2 separate regions of the Sus scrofa genome follow, and region 2 is linked to region 1. Evidence: chromatin contacts called from public Hi-C data. All regions are on one chromosome and are shown on one strand. The core of a region is the stretch at or near the end of the contact, and the rest is flanking DNA. Distances in the headings are between cores, read along the strand shown. Region 1 holds the start of DKC1 (dyskerin pseudouridine synthase 1). Region 2 holds the start of MPP1 (55 kDa erythrocyte membrane protein).

Region 1 (6,416 bases), core at 1,779-4,278:
GCGTGGGTCGCAGGAGAATTGGTAGCTGACCCAGTGATTTCCTCACAAGATCTCCAAGAAAGGCAGGGGCAGGCTCATCAGACTGGAGGGAGGAGCTGCTTCTGCTGGTGAGGGAGGGGCCCGAAGGGTTTCCGGGTTCAGAAGATTCGCGACAAATACTGAGCCTCTCCCAGGAGCTGGGTATGCAGCAGCGGACAAAGTAGACAAGAATGTCCTGGCTTCGTAAGGCTAACACGCTAGTGTAGAGACCCTCGGTGAGGTGCATTTAAGGCAGATGCGAATGCCCCAAGAGGAGGCAGTGTGCCTGCGGAATGGTCCTAAGCAGCCAAGATGGGTGTGAGTGAGCAAGGGTGTGCGTGCAAGGAAGTGGACTCAGAGGGAGCACTGGTAGCAGAAACTGACAGCTGTCATAATCAATCTGGCTTTGCCTCTTTGCTTTTTTTTGTGCTTTTTAGGGCCGCCCCCGCAGCACGTGGAAGTTTCCAGGCCAGGGGTCCCATTGGAGCTGCAGCTGCCAACTTACACCCTGGTTTGCGGCAACACCGGCTCCTTCACCCACTGAGTAAGGCCAGGGATCAAACCCGCATCCTCACAGACGCTATGTTGGGTTCGTAACCCGCTGAGCCACAATGGGAACTTCAGCTTCTCCTCTTAATCGAGACAGTTTATTAGTTTGCTTGGGCTGCCATGACAGAGTCCTGCCAACCGGATGGCTTTAAACAACAGGCATTCGTTCTCTCACAGATCTAGAGGCTGACAGCCCCAAACCACTGCGGTCTCTGCCCCCGTCTTTGCCTGGCCTTCTCCTCTTCTAAGGACACTTGCCATTGGATTTGAGACCCACCTGAGTAACCCGGGATGACCTCATCTCTAGACCCTTGCCTTCATTACTTCTGCAAAGACCCCTCTTTCATATTCACAGGTCCGAGGGGTTAGGCTACATCTTGTGGGGGCCGCCCTTCACCCTACTCCAGATGCAAAGCCACGGAAGGGCTTTGAGCAGAAGAAGGACATGACGGGACTTACGGTTTAATGGTTCTTTCCACTTGCTTGTGTTGAGGAGACAGTATAGGAGGAAAAGCAGGAGCAGCAGGGAACTGCAGGAGACCAGTGGAAAAATCTAGGAGAGCCATCGTGGTGGTATGGCTTACAGTGACAGCACTGCGGTGCTGAAAAACCCTCAGATTCTGGATCACTTGAAAGCAGGAGTGACAGGCTTTGCTGGTAGATCAGATGAGAAGTGTTGGAGAACCAGGCATGAGTACCTCAAATTTTGCCAAGTCTGTATCAGTTAAGCATTATAAAATAATGGGGGGAGTAAGGAATTGGTTGCACGGATTGGCGGATATTGAGGACTTTGGATAGCTATAAAAAGTCAAGTTAGGGAGTTCCTGCTGTGGTGCAGCAGGTTAAGGATCTGGAGTTGTCTCTCCTGTGGTGCAGGTTCGAGCCCCAGCCCTGGAACTTCCACATGCGGCAGGTGCAGCCACAGGGAAAAAAGAGTCTAGTTAGAGCATTAGTATTCTTGTCTTGGTATATACCAAAATAAATTGTAGATTGAATAAAAGTGAGAAAAACCAATCATATATATTTTTATATTTTTAAGTCAGAGTGAAATAAAATGGAAAAAAATCTAATCCTTGGATGGCAGAGGAGGAAACGGAAGAAAAGCAATAGCTGTCCTGTTTTATCAGCAGCGAGGAATTAGAAAAGATGGTACATATTCCATTTACGATCACAATAAAGAATTAGGGATCAGTCGCGTCTGCGCAGGCTCCGTTAAGGACTCCCAGTTAAGAGACACAGCAGTGAGAAGAGCAGCAGTGATATGGGAAGAGCACTTGAACCTGGGGGCACGTCTTCCTTGGCTGTCTGATTCCACAGCCGCAAGCAAGCTGTGCCTCTAGAGCACTTCGCATGGAGCCCAGTCGTGGAGTCCAAACTGAGGCTTGCCAGACGCGTAAAACACACGCGGGAAAGACTTGGTACAGAAAAGAAGCCCTATAAAATATTCCATTCATAATGTTGTCTGTTGCTCATAAGTTGACACGATAATTTTTTTTCCTTTTTTTAAGTTTTACTTTAATGATTTTTATTTTTCCATTATAGCTGGTTTACAGACATGATAATATATATATTTTTTATTTGTCAATGCCTCTTTATTATTCTTTAATCTGGAACAGATCTAGAACCTTTGTCTTTCATGCTCTACATATTTTTTAAGAATGCAGGCCTCCCTCAGTTTGGGTTTGCCTAATGTTGCATTATTCATGATGTTTCCTCATGATTAGCCTTTCTTAAACGAATACTGCAGAAGTCAAGTTTGGTCCTTCTAAAAGCACAAGATAATATTTTGGATCACTGAGTTCAAAAAAGTTTGCTATTAAAACCAATTTAACCTTTTTCCTTTTCCTTTTGTTCCAAGTGGCGGCTGGAAAATTTAAAAGTCCACAAGTGGCTCGCACTCCACTTCTATTGGCTAGTGCCGCTCTAGCTGGACGGGGTGACTTTCCAGCTCTCAGTGCCTCAACGTCTTCGTTTCTTAACCCAGGCTGATTCGGCACCAACCTTAAAGGGCCTGCGAGAGGACGCAAAGAGCGCTCAGCGGGGAGCCTAGGTGCTCCGCCGAGGTCCAGGCCCCGGAGCCGAGCGGGCGGCCACCGGGGCCACGCCCACTGGCCGCCGGGGCCACGCCCACTGGCCGCCGGGGCCACGCCCACAGGATCCCAGCCTCGGGGCCTGGCGGCGCAGGCGCTCCCAGACCCAGCCGCCGAGGGCGGGACGGGGGTGGGGGAGGCCCAAGGCGCACGCGCGCAAGAGCCGCGGCTCGGGGTTTCCGCCAATGAGATCGTGCGGCCGTCTCGCGCGCGCTTCGGGCTCCGCCCCGCCAGCCCGAGCCCGCCCACCCCGCCCCGCTGCACGACACGCACGGGGCGGCGCACAGGTGGGCGGGCCCTGGCGGCGCGGCCTGACGGCGGCGGGAGTCTGTAGTCGCTTCCTCGGGGGTGGCCCACGCGGCTCACACGCTCTGCCGGGCAACATGGCGGACGCGGAAGGTAAGTGTCGTTCTTCCCCGGGCGATCGGGTTGAATCCCCCCGGCCGGGGCCAGGTCCGTCGCTGGGAGAGCCGGTGGTGCGGGGAACAACGTCGAGGCCCGAGCTCTGCTAGCTCTAGCCGCCGGGCCTCCTGTCGACCTTGTCTCTTGGCCTTGGCTCCACGGGTGAGGGCGGGAGAGCGAGGGGCCCCTCGGTGCCTGACGCCACACGGCCCGGGTCTCCCGCCGGCGATCCAGGGCCCCTTAGGGCTCTGGGTCGCCGTCAAAAGGCGTCCGCTGCCACCAGGTCGGACGCCGCGGACCGACAAGAGGCCGGAGGGGCTCGGGCGAGCGCGTAGCCCTAAGTCGAAAGGAAGTTGTGGGAGCCACTAGCCTTCGGGGATTATCCGCGGTCACTTAGGAAAGTTAGGGGCCCGCGGGCCGCGCACCCTGGCGTGTTTAAGCCCCGCCGCAGCCACGTGGTGAGCCGGGCCGGGAGGCGACACGTGCAGTGCTGTCGTCACCCGAGCGTTCAGCCCGCGCATGTGGTCCCCCACGTCGTCTCACCTGCGGTGCATTTCCTACCTGCCCTGGTGGCCTTCTCTGACTTAAACTTGGTCGTCTTTATTTTCTGGGAAAACTCCAATCCTGGCGTGTTTTGTAGAAGTACTTATTTTACCGAAGAAGCATAAGAAGAAAAAGGAGCGGAAATCATTACCAGAAGAAGATGTGGCTGTGAGTAGGAATTTCTTTTACTTCGCTTTTACTAAAAAGAAAGGTTACTGAGACAGCAGTTACAGAAGATAATTCTTTAAAGGTTTCTGCAGAATGGGCTGGAATTGGGTGGTGGTTGGGTAGAAACTGCACAACCCCAGCCAACCTAAGCGTTTTGTCTAAAGAGGTAGCCTTTGCTAAAGGGTGTTGGCCACACCAACTGCTCTGCCTGAAATTCTCTTTCTTATCCCACCCACATACCCTGTGCCACATATCTTGGTGGCACTTTACTCACCCTTCTGAGCTGTTGAGCCGCTTTCCCTTGGAGGTCCTGGTGAGAAGGCACAGGCTACTTTGGTTTTTATTTTAAAGGCACAGACTTGTGTGGTAGGAATGGAATTGTTCAGAATCAAGTGGGAAGTCTAACAGGCTGTGTTTCTGTCCTGTGGCAGGAAATACAGCATGCTGAAGAGTTTCTCATCAAACCTGAATCCAAAGTGGCTCAGTTGGACACATCTCAGTGGCCCCTGTTGCTAAAGGTGCGTATGCTGTCAGGTCGGTGCCTCACTTCTAACCATTCTCAGTTTCGTACTTAGCTTCCCGGTACAGACTTGAACCAGTTTGTGCAGCAGGCCGTGCTTGAAAGTGTGTGTGCTCTGACACCAGACCTCTCGCATCAGGCAGTGTGTGACCCTAGGCCAGTCATTTAACCTCTGAGGCTGTTGGCAAATCGTATCTTCTCTCAGAGGTAGGCGGGCTGATGGCTACAGGACCTGACCCCTGAAGTGTGTCTAGCTGCACACTACGCCTGGTGTTCCCTGGACTTTGTGGACTCTTGGGTTGGGTGTAAATGGCGTAGTCGAGCAAGGAGTCGAATTACAGTTTTCACAAACAATGTAACGGGCAGCAGCTCTGACATCGGGAGTAAAGTTAGTAAAAGATCCCTCGACGAAGCGTTCGGATAAACCAGTATATGTGAGCGAGGCAAGAGGCTGGGATTTGCTCGTGTGAGTCCATGCAGTCGAGATTCGGCTTGGCCGGCGTGTGTCATTCGAAAGCATGCGGTTCTCTGTCGTGACCTGCGAGTGAACCAGGGGGGCGCTGTCCCTACTGTCGCGAAAGTTAAAATCTAGGGGTGGGAGGTGGCGATAGGACCAAGACGAAATGAAACGGGGTCACACGAAAGCTGGCCTTCGGTTGAAGGGAGTGCTTGCAGACGGAGCCTTGGGAAAGGGTGAAAAAAAGGTGGCCGACTTGAGAAAAGCGAGATCGGAGCACGTGGCAGAAACAGGCTGGTCGGGTTTTGCCAAAACTGTCGCCAGTCCTCCTCATTTTGGGCCTCTTTGGTGGGTCAAGGCCAGGCCATGTTTTATGCATAAGCCTGCACGCGTAGCCGAGTTGGTTCCGTAGTAGCCCAAGAAATCTTTCTGGAGGACGGGTCACGTTGGTCTCGTTCTTATTCATCACGACGGAAGTTAGTCTTTGCAGCCTGTAAAGAGGCGGGTAATGAAAACACAGGAGCAGGCTCCAAAGGAGACCCCCACGAGCAGCCATGTCTCGGTTGGGGGTTCTGACTCTTGTTTTCAACGTGTTAATGATTTGTTTATTTTGTGTTGCTTTCTAGAATTTTGACAAGCTAAATGTAAGGACGACACATTACACTCCTCTTCCTTGTGGTTCGAATCCTCTGAAGAGGGAGATCGGGGACTATATCAGGTAGGGTGTTGGGAGCAGGACTGTTGAAACGTCTCAAAACGACCCCTGCGCCTCAGTTACGGAAGGTGTGGGCGTGTCTCACGGTGGCGTTGCCCGAAGCGCCGGGTAACGGGTAACCGTTCCCGAGGCGGGCTCTTCTCTTTCCCTCTTCAGACTGCGTTCTCACTAGAGGACCAGAGCCCATGACGCCATGCTGTCTTTCCCGTGTTCCAGGACAGGCTTCATCAACCTTGACAAGCCCTCCAACCCCTCCTCACATGAGGTGGTAGCCTGGATTCGACGGATCCTTCGGGTGGAGAAGACGGGCCACAGCGGGACCCTGGATCCCAAGGTGACCGGCTGTTTAATAGTGTGCATTGAACGAGCCACCCGCTTGGTGAAGTCCCAGCAGAGCGCAGGTATGTGGAGGGGGCGAGGGGGCCACTTTGAGGCTGGAAGGCGTTCTGCATTTCCTTTCCATTCGATGACATCTTGGTTCTCGGAAGTGATCTCTGCATTAGTAAAAGCAGACAAGGGGAGTTCCCTGGTGGTGCAGTGGGCTAAGGACCTGGGGGTCATTGCAGCAGCTTGGGTCACTACTGTGGCGCAGGCATGACCCCCGAAAATCCCCAGAACATAAGCAGGGGTTCTGTTGGTTTCTGCGTACCGCCTCTCCTCTGCCAGATCCTGGCGGGTCTGCCTTTCTTGTAGTTTGAGGTATGAGTTCTGCACGCTGAATCCGGCTCTAGGCCTCTGTCACCTGTAACTCCATGCTGCTGCTTCTGCCTGAAGCCCCCGCCCCTCATCTGCATCTGGGAAAGTCTGTGGACTTTGACCTCCGTAGGAGCCGGTGTCCTCATGCGTTTCTCACATCGGCACCGTGAACCTGCTCTTGAGGCAAATTTTATAGAAACAGCAAGGAGGTCAAACTGCCTGCCTTTTCTGGTTGCACAAAGTGGGAGTGGTAGAAGC
Region 2 (6,416 bases), core at 2,102-4,601, 33 kb after region 1:
AGTTTCTAAGGAAGGAAACGTACTTAAACATGGGAGACAGGCTACAGTTCAAACCTCTTGCAAAATTAGCTTCAGGCGATACTTTTCCAATATTAAATATGGGTTATGATCAGGAGTGAAACTTTGGGTTTTGAGACTTTAAAACTTTTCTGGAAAGCAATCCCCCTTAATGAAGCCTTCACCAACATAAGTTTATGAATTCCTTGAAAGCATTACGTCAGGTAAACATCACCAGAGCCCTTCGAGCAGGTCCATTTTCCAGAGCTGAGAAACCTGAGCGAGAGGCAGAGCCTCGTGTTGGCAGCAAAGCCTGGCAAAGAGCCCACAGGGACGGTGAACCTCAAGAAATAAGAATCAGCAGGTTCACGGGGTCAAAGCCATGTTCATCACGTGCAGTCTCCCGTGGCCATATCTTGCCCAAGTGGGGTGCTTCTCATTCCTGGCTTTACCCAGTCTTCCTATTTCAGCTTCTTCAGATCCTCTCATACACTGAAACAAACCGGCTACCAGGACCCCGTGTCCAGTGTTTCAGGATAAACTCACAGCTCCAGCAACAATCAGAGGGTAGCAACGGGGCCTCTTTTTCAAAAATGCACACAGCCTCTCAAGCACAGCCACAAGCGCAGACAGCATTTTTTTGTTGCTGTCTTTTTTGTCTTTTTAGGGCCACACCCGCGGCGTATGGAGGTTCCCAGGCTAGGGGTCGAACCGGAGCTGCAGCTGCCGGCCTGCAGCACAGCCACAGCCACGCCGGATCTGAGCGGCATCCACCACCCACACCACAGCTCATGGCAACGCCAGATCCTTAACCTCTGAGCGTGGCCAGGGATTGAACCCACGTCCTCATGGATGCCAGTCGGGTTCCTTAACCTCGGAGCCACACGGGAACGCCCTCGCAGACAGCCGTGCACGAGGTCTGGGCAAGGAGTCCCGGGTGAGGCAAAGTGAGTGTGTTCCCAACGACCCGAAAGGACCACGACGCTCTACATAACGCTTATGGGGCGAGTTACACGGTTGTACGTATGCATCCGGCAAATAGCACTGAACCGCACAAATTCGTGCATTATGTGTACACCGACTATAACTCAATACAATTGCTGGAAGTAAATTTAAAGGAGTTTTTTGCCCTCCCCCCCCCAGGGGTGTGTGTGTAGGGCGGTGGTTGTGAAGCCTCAGCCAAGTGAGCTGATGGTGAGGAAGAAAAAAAAAATCACATGTCCGAGCTTATGAGGAACCAAGTGGTTTGAGACTGTGATTTCCTCCTAGTGCCTAACTTCCAATTCCGTGCCCTCATCGGAATAACTGCAGTGTCCTGCTCAGCCTGGCACGCATTTCAGCCTCGACTATCGAGGTCTTGACTTGAAAGGACAGGCAGGTGCGAACACTGCACTCTGGTGCAGAATCTAAACCACAGGCAGGATGTGCGCTGTGCCTCAGCTCTGCAGATACAAAATCGTTCCCCACAGCCCCAGTCTGCTTTCCCTGAGGATCTTCGGTCCTTCATCCGCGCAAGGAGAAGGCGAGGCCGACGCTCACGGCCAGCTCTCCCGTCTCCAACTCATCCAGCAAACATTTCGGAAGGCCCACTTACTAGGCATTTAACTTGTAAAAAGCGAGTGTGAAACAGCCCTGCCCTGTGGTGCACGAGAGATTCCCACTGTGAGTTCGGACCCTGGGTTCTCAAAGGCCACCGTGCTTCTGCCCGGCGCGCTCTCTGTTTCTCTGTCCCTGCGGCCGCTCTCTCTTGGTACCTGGCCACCAGGCTGCGCGGAGGGGCGCTGGCCTGTGCCGGCTGGTGGCTGCAATGAGAGATGCGCCCGCGGGAGAGACCTACGTGCTGCGTGCGAGCCGCATCTACGAGTATGAGATAAGAAGAAGACGACCAGCCTCCCCTCTGGGCGTCTTTGGGGACAGTGGTTGGGAGCTCTGTCCCGGCCACCCCGGGAGTCTGGAGGGCAGAATCATCTCCGAAAGGATCCTCCGCCGGCCGGCACCAGGGGCCCTGCCGAAATGCAGAGGCCGGTGAGCGAGCACTTTAGAGCCGGGGTTGGCTTTCACAGCCTTTTTGCTGACACAAAAACAAGCATCTCAACAACACCGAGCGGACCTACTCCCAGATCTGCTCCTTCGTGTCTCTCCGTTACCCAGACTTCCGTCCACAGAGAAGTTTTCCTTGACCTTAAGACGCTCCCTGGCCAGGCCGCGGCCTCTCCGTTTCCCGCCCAGAGGTTCCGTTGGGGGCAACAACCCATCGCGCCCGAGGTCCCGCACGGAACCCCGGGGGCGGGACCTCCGCCCGGGGGGCAGGACCCCCGAGGACAGGGCCGCGGCGGGCGGCGCGGCCTAGAGACGCGGGCCGGCCCCTCCTGCTGCGCCCGGGGGATCCGGGGGCCGCTCACCTCGGGCCGGCTGCGCTTCTGCAGCAAGTGCTCCAGGTAGAGGTCGGAGAGCGCCGTGCGCATGCTGCCCCCGCCCTCGCTCTCGCTCGCCTTGAGCGTCATCCTGCGGGAGCCGGGGCGCGGGGACGCGGGGACGCAGAGACTCGGGGCCGGGCAGAGCCTGGAGTGCGAGCGCCCCGGGCCTGCGGCGCGGAGGCGGCGGAGGCGGCGGAGACCGAGGGAACGCGGCGCGGCTGGGCCCGTCACCACCCCGCGGGCGGCGCGCCGGGCGGGCGTGGGAGGAGCCCCGCCCCGCCCCCGAGCCCGCCTCCCGCCCCGCCCCCGAGCCCGCCTCCCGGGCCCGGACTGGGCGGGGCCTCCCCCACCCCGCCCGCTCGAGCTCGGGCTCTTCGTCTCCCCGAGCTCGCGGGGGCGGCGCGGAAGCGTCCGCGGGCTGTGCTGGCGGCCGCTCCAACTCCAGGCTCTACCCGGAAATCGACGCCGGCACAGGACGTTGAGGAAACGCGTTTTCAGGCTCCTGTGCGGCGGGTACACTGTCATCTACGTTTCGCCTGTAGTTCAGCGATGGAAGGAAGACCTGCTTGCCTCCAACGGCAAACTGTTCTTACTTAGGCTGCGTCTCCTACTGTTCACGCCACGAAAAAATTGAGGGATCAGTGGAAGCAAAGTGAGCCAACACTTCTTACAAATCCTAGAGCAGAATTCCTTCGTATCCTGACACCTTCGTAGCTTAAAACTGCAGCCTGAAGGACGAAAGACATTCTGAACGGAACCTTTACTGAGCTTCCAGAACTCAGGGCTGTTCACCATCTGTACACACCTTGACCCCAAGGGAGTAAATTCCCAGTAGAAGCAGTTCGTTACTCTATGCAGTCTTAGTCGGACCTTCCAGGAGCTCAGGGCCAAGAGGAGAAAATCCAAGGGCAAGAGTTTGGAGCCAGATAGCCCAGTGTTTTCTGCTAAAAGCCTGAGCTCACGTGATTGATGGCTCCCTTCACCAATATTACCCTTAAGGAACTATAACAGGAACACACACCCACACTCACACGCGCCCACACGGGGGCGGGGGGGAGACGGAAGAGAGCTATTGAAATTAAGACAGTGGGATGTTGGTGGAGGGATAGAATAATTGAGCAACAAGATGGGTTAGAAAATGAAGAAACACACATTGGCATGTGTGTAACTGTGTAAATGATGCAGGTTCCATGTTAGCTAAGAAAGTAAGTTGTCATTAACTGAAGCTGGAAATGGTTATTTGTATGGAAGACATGAAATGGGAACTCTCCTCCATGCCGCATGGAAAAAAAAGTCTATTCCACATCAATTAAGAATATGTCGAAAACACAACTTTAAAGCTCTTGACAGAAAACATCAGCAAAGAACTTTTAGACTGTGGGATAAAGAAAGATTTCTTAAACAATGCAAATAAACCATTTTCTATAAGATAATACTGACCAATTCGACTTTAAGAAATTTTACTCAACAAAAGACAAACTAAAGGGAGTTCCCTGGTGGTCTACTGGTTAGGATTCCATGCTCTCACCCCTGTGGCCCAGGTTCAATCTCTGATCTGGGAACTGAGACCCCACATCAAGCCACCATGAGCCATGGCCAAAAAAAAATAAAAAATAAAAAAGACAAAGCAAAAAGCAAAAAAAAAGTCCAGATGTGCATCGGAAGAAAATATTTTCAATACATGCACGTGATGAAGAATTCCTATTGTGAATATATGAAGGACTACAAACTAATAAGAAAAACAGAACCAACTCAGCAGAAAGATGAGTAAAAAAGACAAACATTTCACCGGCGGAGGAACATATATGAACCATAAACATATCAACCTCATTAGTGATCAGACCCCAGTGAAACACCACTGTACATCCATTCCATTATCAAAACTTTCCAAGTCTAACAATATCAAGCGCTGGAGAAGATGTGAATCCATGTGAGTTCTTGAACATTGCCGCTGGGAGTCTAAGTTGGTAATACTGTTTAGGAGAATGGTTTTTCATTATCTTCTAAAGTTGAACATGCATCTACCCTCTGAGCCCGCAGTTCCATCCTAGGGGTAGATATAAATGCCCATTCCAATCAAAAATCTCCACAGATACGTTTTGTGAAGCTTGATAATCTAATTTTAAAGGGCTTGTAAAGAACAAGAATGGCCAAAGTACTCTAGAAGAACAATGCGGGGGGACCCGCCTTCTGGACCACAAGAGCTAGAATAAAGCTGTGTTAATGCAGAGCGTGAGCAATAGACACAGAATCGGCACATAGACCAAAGCGACAGGAGACACAGTAGAAATGGCTACAGGCGACACGGCCGAGCAGCAGGGGAAGTGTAGACTTGCACTAAGTGCTCCAGGGCGCATCCAAACAGAAACCCAGACTGGTGACAGGTGAAGGCAAACACTTTATCTAACCCTCACACTTGGAAGAGCTTCAGAGGGAATGACTCCTTGAGCAAAGTTTAAAGTTTTCATTGCGGCAAAGCTCAGGGTGGAAGAGCACTGGGAGAGGGAGTCGGCTGACTCAGAGGATGCTCGCCTTTTTCTGGTCGGCTGGTTCCAGTTCAGGGTGCTCATTGCTTAGAATCAGGTTTTCTCCTCGGAATTTATGGCTTCTTAGAATTTACTGCAACTATCTGCTTTTCTCAATTCCTAGAACTGCCTTTAGGCACAGAAAGTCAGTTCAAAGTTCCTGAGTGGAAAAATATAGTTTCTCGTAATATTTTTAAAAAGTGAAATTACACTTTACCTCACACGATACAAAAATGTATTCTGAGTAGCTGAAGGTCTGAAATGTGAAAGGCGAAACTATAAAACTTTCAGAAGACAAGACAGGCGACTTCCTTTATGGCTTCAGGAGGCGTAAAGGACTCCTTAAGCACACAGCAAAAACCCGAAGCTAGAGGATAATAATTGCCAATCTGACGACAGCAAAATCAGTACTTCTGCTCATCAAAACACATCATATTGTGAGTGAAGATACAGCCCTCAAACTGGGAGAAAGTATTTGCCACATCAGAACCTACAAAACGTTAGTATACAGAACATACAGGAGTTCCCGTCGTGGCGCAGTGGTTAACAAATCCAACTAGGAACCATGAGGTTGCGGGTTCGATCCCTGCCCTTGCCCAGTGGGTTGGGGATCCGGTGTTGCCGTGAGCTGGGGTGTAGGTCGCAGACGCAGCTCAGATCCCGAGTTGCTGTGGCTGTGGTGTAGGCCGGTGGCTACAGCTCCGATTCGACCCCTAGCCTGGGAACCTCCACATGCCGCAAACAAAACAAAAAACAAAACAAAAAAAACCTCATGTTCCAATTTACTTGGGAAAAGCTTCGTATCACACCCTTTTGTGGAGATTCATATTAGCCTGGAGCAAAGAAACATGCTTAAATTTGTTTAATTCAGCATCTCTCCAACTTAATTGGCCCCAAAGCCCTATTATTTCATAACATTTATTAGAACAGAACTATTGTTTCAGAGAACAAATTTGGGGAAGCTGGTAGTATAAGCATAGGGAAAAGCTTGAAAAGAAATACACCAAGATGTAATCAATGTTTATTTCTCGTTGTACGAATTATGGGTACTTTTTCTTTCTTCTATATTTTATGAATTGTTTTGCAATTCATATGTATTATTTTGTAATGAAAGCAGCAATAAGTGTATTATCACCTTTGCAATTGCATGTTTTAAAGGCGAAAATAAAGAGAAAGGTAGTTTAAGCAGGAAGACAATTTAATTTTAACTGATAGGTGCTTCCTCCATGTAAGCCACTCTCCACTCTCTTGCAATCCAGCAAGCCAAACCCTCTGCTTGCCCAACTGAATCTTCTAGACGTCATTGCACTGGTTCACCTATGAGAATCCTGGGAAAGGAAGAGAAAATGATGAATGCCCAACCGAGTTTAAATTCCAGCACAGTCTCTTGGTCTGTCCAGAGTCACACGTAGTTACATCGCCTTTTCCAAGACAGGGTTTTAGACCGCTTCTTCTCTTAATCGGAACCAAGTGATTT

Evidence for each region. A called contact is a pair of places that touch in the nucleus more often than the background predicts.
Region 2: a Hi-C map of skeletal muscle shows a contact between it and region 1, with 4 times the contacts expected there. The contact joins the promoter of MPP1 here to the promoter of DKC1 in region 1. A contact is called at or near these places in 1 of 5 promoter capture datasets (liver), 11 of 47 Hi-C or Micro-C datasets (alveolar macrophages, blood, embryonic fibroblasts and 6 more) and 1 of 2 datasets of contacts at active chromatin or transcription factors (alveolar macrophages).

What each region holds. Positions count from the first base shown.
Region 1 is chrX:125,215,900-125,222,315 of Sscrofa11.1, forward strand. It overlaps DKC1 (dyskerin pseudouridine synthase 1), which reads left to right and starts at 3,029. Exons shown (of 15, transcript NM_001142668.1): 1 at 3,029-3,056; 2 at 3,700-3,770; 3 at 4,202-4,288; 4 at 5,374-5,465; 5 at 5,679-5,863. The coding sequence starts at 3,041.
Region 2 is chrX:125,249,033-125,255,448 of Sscrofa11.1, forward strand. It overlaps MPP1 (55 kDa erythrocyte membrane protein), which reads right to left and starts at 3,352. Exons shown (of 12, transcript XM_021080526.1): 1 at 3,220-3,352. It overlaps SMIM9 (small integral membrane protein 9), which reads right to left. Exons shown (of 4, transcript XR_001302763.2): 4 at 5,705-6,267.